2 separate regions of the Zea mays genome follow, and region 2 is linked to region 1. Evidence: chromatin contacts called from public Hi-C data. All regions are on one chromosome and are shown on one strand. The core of a region is the stretch at or near the end of the contact, and the rest is flanking DNA. Distances in the headings are between cores, read along the strand shown. Region 1 holds the start of LOC100277985 (Pyridoxine/pyridoxamine 5'-phosphate oxidase 2). Region 2 holds the start of LOC103630849 (vacuolar protein 8).

Evidence for each region. A called contact is a pair of places that touch in the nucleus more often than the background predicts.
Region 2: a Hi-C map of tassel shows a contact between it and region 1, with 2.7 times the contacts expected there. The contact joins the promoter of LOC103630849 here to the promoter of LOC100277985 in region 1. A contact is called at or near these places in 2 of 25 Hi-C or Micro-C datasets (ear and tassel).

What each region holds. Positions count from the first base shown.
Region 1 is chr1:3,478,703-3,481,862 of Zm-B73-REFERENCE-NAM-5.0, forward strand. It overlaps LOC100277985 (Pyridoxine/pyridoxamine 5'-phosphate oxidase 2), which reads left to right and starts at 1,674. Exons shown (of 7, transcript NM_001151412.2): 1 at 1,674-1,881; 2 at 1,959-2,008; 3 at 2,110-2,167; 4 at 2,246-2,278; 5 at 2,374-2,469; 6 at 2,784-2,951. The coding sequence starts at 1,771.
Region 2 is chr1:3,788,474-3,791,633 of Zm-B73-REFERENCE-NAM-5.0, forward strand. LOC103630849 (vacuolar protein 8) reads left to right here and starts at 1,729. Exons shown (of 1, transcript XM_008651901.4): 1 at 1,729-3,160. The coding sequence starts at 2,172.

The DNA.
Region 1 (3,160 bases), core at 424-2,923:
CCCCCGTTACCATGACGCGTGCTGATTCTGACAGGAGTTGCCCACACGGTGGTGGCATGGCATGGCATGCCATGCCTGTGCGGAGATGCCCATGCCGTGCCCAGCTCGGTGGATGAAACGAAATGATCATCATCATCACCAATCTAATCTGGATGCTGGCCCGCGGCCTGTCTCATTTTATCCAGCAGATGGTGTGTGGCAGTACGTGCTGGGGATCGGGGGGGAGGCGATGGATCCCCATGCCGTGGCGTGATCCTCATTCAGAGACGCATGCGACGCGACAGTCATCAGTACACGCCCGGCACTCAACTCCTGCTGCACCAGAACTGAACTGATGATGGCCTGCCTGGCGGCGATGGCGTCCCCGTGCCACGAGGAATCTGGGAGAGGGAGAGGACCCATCGCCATGGCCATGGCCAGAGGTGCGTGATGGGCCGGTTCAACTTGCGTGTGCTTTCAGGCAGCCGTACGGGCCCGATTCCTTATCCTCCCCAGGTCGCATCGCCATGGGTGGCAGTGGCCTCCACTGTGCATCTGCAATCCACTGCGGAAAGAGAAGAGGAACTTGTTGCTCTACGCAGTACGCACTCGGTTTCCCTCTTTGGTCCCGTCCTGTGATGCTGATGTGTGCCACTGTTTGGGCGTACTTGATGCCACCATGCTCGACATGATAGGATATTTGCTGCGTGAATGCCATGCCCCGTCGGGCAGGTGGCCATGTCTGCTATGGGTATAGTATAGGAGCATGCGGTCCTTAGCTTTTGCGGGATTCCAGTTCCAGCAGTGCAACATCTGTTGCTTGTCTTGTTTCTGTCTCCCATTTAGATTTGCGGATACTTTAGGGAATCGTGATTCGAACAATATTTCATTAGAGAATGCCAAATCATACAAGATAGAAGCATTCAAGGCTCAAATGCAGCTACCATTCCCGAAACTTTTGTGTCTAATGACGATGCAAGCTGCCAAAGATGTAAGTAAGAGCGTTACTTGATTCTTCGCTCGAATTTTTTTTTACTTGTAAATTGTTCGATTAACAATGACCCAACAGAGAGGTGGCAAGTGAACAATCAAAAGCTAGGAAGACTGCGAAATGAAGTGTTTTTTTTTTGGAAAAGAAATATTTTGTTTTATCCTCAGATTGACAAAACGAGTTGGTACATAAACTTAGCCCTTAGAACAACATCCAAGAATTTGTCTAAGTGACAGAAACGAGTTGGTACATAAACTTAATATTTAAAATGTTTTGAGCGGGACATTCAACTTAGGTTGCCATTTACGTGGCCGACTAAAGATACCCTTCCCCGTATATTCATTTGGTAGGAAGGTTTTCAATACTACAGTTTTTGGAATTTGCAATTGCAGATCACATAAATATCATGGTTTCACTACTCGAGTTAAATCGTGGTGTTTTCTAAAACTGTATGTTGTTTGGCTGTCCGGTTCTATTAAAACTTTACGCCAGGGAGGAGAAGACGCTACCGAGCCAAAAACTTCCAAAACTCTAAAAATACTGCAGTTTTGAAGATACTATATCTATTTTTTAGTATTATTCTGACCAGAGAGTATTATTCTATATATCATGCGAGGTTAAGCTACCTGCTGCAGGCTTGAACCACTGGTCTGTGGCCCCACAGAGGTTGCCTATCACTGACGCGTGGCCCACATGGGAGTCTAGCGAATCGGGTCCGTTAATCTGCACCGGCCTCTCCCTCCCATCCGGCGTTGGCGAAGCCGCGCGTCGACGAGAGGGGCGGAGTCGGCGACGAGCAGATGGCCGGAGGCGGCCCCGCCGCGTCGGCGCTTTCAAGCCCCTGGAGGGCTCTGCTCCAGCGAGCGCTGGACGCCAACGCCCACCTCAGGCACTCCACCTACTTCCAACTCGTACGCTTCGATCGCCTGTTTGCCTTCCTCCGGATTGGGGGAAACGAGGTTTGCTCACGACTGCCCATTCGTTTCAGGCTACGGTGGGCGCCGCCGGCAGGCCGGCGAACCGCACCGTCGTGTTCAGGTATCCTGGAGCGCACGGTTCTGTGCCCGTTCCTCTCCATCTCTCTCCAGTTTGATTACCATTTACCAGTTTTGATTCTGACGCGGGGTTTACATTTTTAGGGGTTTTCAGGAACTCTGTGATAAGATTCAGATTAACACGGACGCCCGAACCAACAAGGTGGGGGTTGCTGTGCTCTGCGCCGATTGACATTTTTTTTTCTGCTCGCTGATACCATGTGTCATTTTGATTCAACAGATTGGTGAGATCAAGAGCTGCCCCTTTGGTGAGGTGTGCTGTGTAGAACACTAGAACTGCCACATGTACATCACTCAAGATGGCAAGTTGATTTAGCCCTGCCCCTGAACTTTTGTGTAACCCTGCAGATTTGTTGGTACTTCACAGATAGCTGGGAGCAATTCCGTATCAGTGGCAGCATAGATGTGATTGATGCTTCTACTACAGACCCTGCCAAGCTCCAGGTTAGACCTGAGAGCTGATTACTGCTGCATTTCACCTACGTGCTTTATAGAGTGCACTGGTCTGGTAACGCTTTGAGCACACAGCCAGGTGTTTGTTCTACTAGTTTAAATTAGTGTAGCTTTACTTCAAGTTCATACCTGGGTTTTGTTCGTTTATCAGGTTCAACCATATGTTTGTGTCACCTTATCAGCCTGTCAAAGCTTTTGTATATGCTGCTTAGAATAGCCCTATCGCTTATCTTGTTGTATTCTCATGTAATATATAGCTTTCTATTCAAATCTATGGTAAACAATGGTTGTCACTTCTTTCACAGCACAAGGAGAAAGCATGGTTTTCAAGTTCAGTGAAGTCGAGATCGCAGTACTTAGGACCACAGCCAGGCATTCCGGTTCTAGATGATGAGCATGTTAAGGACGTTCATCTCGATCCTTTAGCTGGCCCAGTAGATGCCTTTTGCCTTCTGGTTCTTGATCCGGAAAAGGTTAGGCAGCCTTTTTTTCACTTTCCTGTTGTTGCTCTCATGTATTGTACTACCACATATGATGTTTATATTAGAGAAAAGTGTTGTGTTCACTGTTTTTATTCAGAGGACAAACCTAAAATTTTGGTTTAGCTACCACGAAAAATGAAAACAAACATAATCCTGCGAAAATGTTTAGATTCAGAATTTATTTTGGGAATTATTTTAAG
Region 2 (3,160 bases), core at 479-2,978, 310 kb after region 1:
AAATTTTACTATTGGAGTGCAATTTGTTTTTAGTGACCTAACCACTTTAAATGATATGGTATTTTAATTTGTGGCGACACTATCTGAGTCATCTAGTTAGTATTTAGAATTGTGATTTCTTTTTTTTTATTCTTGTATTTTTTTAATAAAACTATACTTAGGGGCTGAGCCAGAAATTTTTTTAGGAGGAACTGAATGAAACCGTCATTATTATAGTGTCCCTACTTCATTATATTATATAAGTTTTAAATTTAAGAAGGGAATTTAGTGAGACTCTATGGCCTCCAGAGCGGTAGGAGGCTCGAGCCCGCCCGTCCCACCATCGTCACCTCCGTCACCGACTATATCGATTCCTATAAAGTTTATGCACAAATAAAGTCTATGTTTGGTTCTAGAGACATTAAAGTTTAGTCTATGTCGTATCGGATGTTTAAGTATCTATTGTGATTATTAAATATATTGTAATTATAAAACTAATTACTCGTATAAAACTAAACGATGAGACAATTTTATTAAATCTAATTAATTTATGATTACCAAATGTTTCATGTAGCATTAAATGAGCGAATCATGAACTAATTAGATTTAATAATTTGTTTTATAATTAAATTATATTTAATATTTCTAAATAGCATCCACACTAGGGATAGTCAGTGAAACGAACAGCGCCGTACGTTCCCGACGATGTGGCCCGGCAGCACAACGTCAATCATTAATTTGTTTTTGCTGCTGCTGAATTTTGGTCTTTTCTTGGAGCAGAATTTCTTTTGCTGCTGCAGAAGAAGGGCACGGTCAGGAGAGCACAGTGTACTTTGCTGCTGCAGAATTTTGGTAGTATTTTCTTGGAGTAGGGACGAGCAGAAGCGAAGAAGCTTAGGGGCTTGGGCGCCGCCCGTCTCGTCCCGAACCCACCTAGGGGCTTTGCCTTTGGAATTTGGATGCGCACGCCACGCGCACTCGAGCGAGCCGCCTGACCACCCAGAGACCCAGCCAAAATCGAACCAACCCCGATGCCGCTGGCGGCGGATTCGGGAATCGGAACCCGATGGCTGACAGGAGGGCCCCACGCACCACGCCGCCTTCCCCGACCCGCATGTGCGCGTCGCCCGCGCAGGACCAGTTGCCACGGCGCCCCAGCCCCACAGGCCACAGGCGCATTATTTTAGCCAGAGCCGCGGTGGGGCCACTGACGCGCGGGCCCCCATGGTACTCTGGCCGTTCATGATGGGGTCCGAGATCGGGAATGGGTTGACGCTAGCGACCCGCTCTCTCACTCGCTTCGCTTCTGTGTCTTGTGTCTGTATTGTGGTATTTTATTTGTAACAGAGGACGACACGTCACACGGTTAAACCACTTTTACGCCGTGCTTTCCTGCTTGCTCTGATAAAATCAATAGAAAATTGACAGAGGATCCCATCCCTAGCAGCGGCTGCGTCTCACTGTTGACAGTACCACGTAGAGCACCTGCCGCCAAATCTTGCTCCCGTCGCCAGCCAAGGTAAAGATCGCTCGCCCTGATCATGGCGTTGCCGCAGGGGCGAGGGCGATGTCCCAAACCCACCCGGGTTTTTTTTATTAAGTTAACCTCGCATGATTAATGCTTCATTAATAATAAAGAAACACGCCATGCACAAGAGGAACCGGAACGCAGACGTGGTTTGTGACGACAAGACCCCTCGTAAATCCTCCCCGTGCCGTCTTGGCACCGGCACCCCCGGACGGAATTGACATTCCACCCAACAGGGATCGAGATCGCCATGGAAATTGTTTCTAGGACGAAAGCCATGTAGGCTCATGGTTACCGGTATCTTTGCACGCTGCTGATGGCGAAATGCAACCACCACTATAGAGGAGGCTCCTGGTTGTTGTTCTTGACTGCTTGGATCGAGTAGAATAATAAAGACAGCAGGGGATGATTCCTTCCCCCTGCCGCTGCATGCTCGTTTCTTCTCTAGTGTTTGTTCCCTTGTTTCTTTTCCCAGTACTGCTCCTTTGTTCGCTTCCTATCCTTCCTCCTCCTCCCCGCCTCCCGAGTCCCGTCCCTCTGCGGATTTAGCTCCCACCCAGTGGCTCAGCTCAACTCGGACCACTGAGCTCTGACCACTAACTCAACCACTCCAGATCACGGCGGGCACTGGTGCAGCAATAGCAACCGGGTCCAAGTCCAAGAAATGAGCTCGCGGGGTCCCGACCCGGCGCCGCCCGGGGAGGAGCAGGAGACGGCGGAGGAGCTGCTGGAGCGCGTCCGGGGCATGGTGCCGGCGGCGGCGGCCGCAGCGCGGGCGGCGGGCGGGTTCCCGGGCCGGTGGAAGGCGATCGCCGCGAAGCTGGACGCGCTGCCGGCGTGCCTGTCCGACCTGTCCAGCCACCCTTGCTTCGCCAGGAACTCGCTGTGCCGGGAGCTGCTGCAGTCGGTGGCCGCCACGCTGGCCGACGCGGCCGAGCTCGCGGCGCGGTGCCGGGAGCCGCCGGCGGACGGGAAGCTGAGGGCGCAGAGCGCCGTCGACGCGCTCTCCGGGAGGCTCGACCTCGGCCTCCGGGACTGCGCGCTGCTCGTCAAGACCGGCGTCCTGTCGGACGCCGCCGGCCCGTCACCGCCGCCGGAGGAGGCGCCCGACGTCCGGGAGCTGCTCGCGCGGCTGCAGATCGGGCACGCCGAGGCCAGGGGCCGGGCCGTGGACGCGCTGCTGGACGCGCTGCGCAGGGACGAGCGGGGCGTGCTGGCGGCGCTCGGCCGCGCCAGCGTCGCCGCGCTGGTGCAGCTGCTCACGGCGTCGGCGCCCGCGGTCCGGGAGAAGGCCGCCACGGCCGTGTGCCAGGTCGCGGGGTCGGGCGCCGCCTCCGAGGCGCTGCTCGTGTCGGAGGGCGTCCTGCCGCCGCTCGTCAGGCTGGCGGAGTCCGGCAGCGCCGTGGGGCGCGAGAAGGCCGCGGCCACGCTGCACCGCCTGTCCGCGTCGCCCGACGTCGCGCGCGCGGTCGTCGGGCACGGCGGCGCCGGCCCGCTCGTCGAGATCTGCCGGACGGGGGACTCCGTCTCCCAGCCCGCCGCGGCCGGCGCGCTCAGGAACCTCTCGGCGGTGCCGGAGGTGCGCCAGGCACTGGCCGACGAAGGAGTCGTCCGCGTCATGGTCGGCCTGCTGGACCGCGGCGCCGTGGTGGC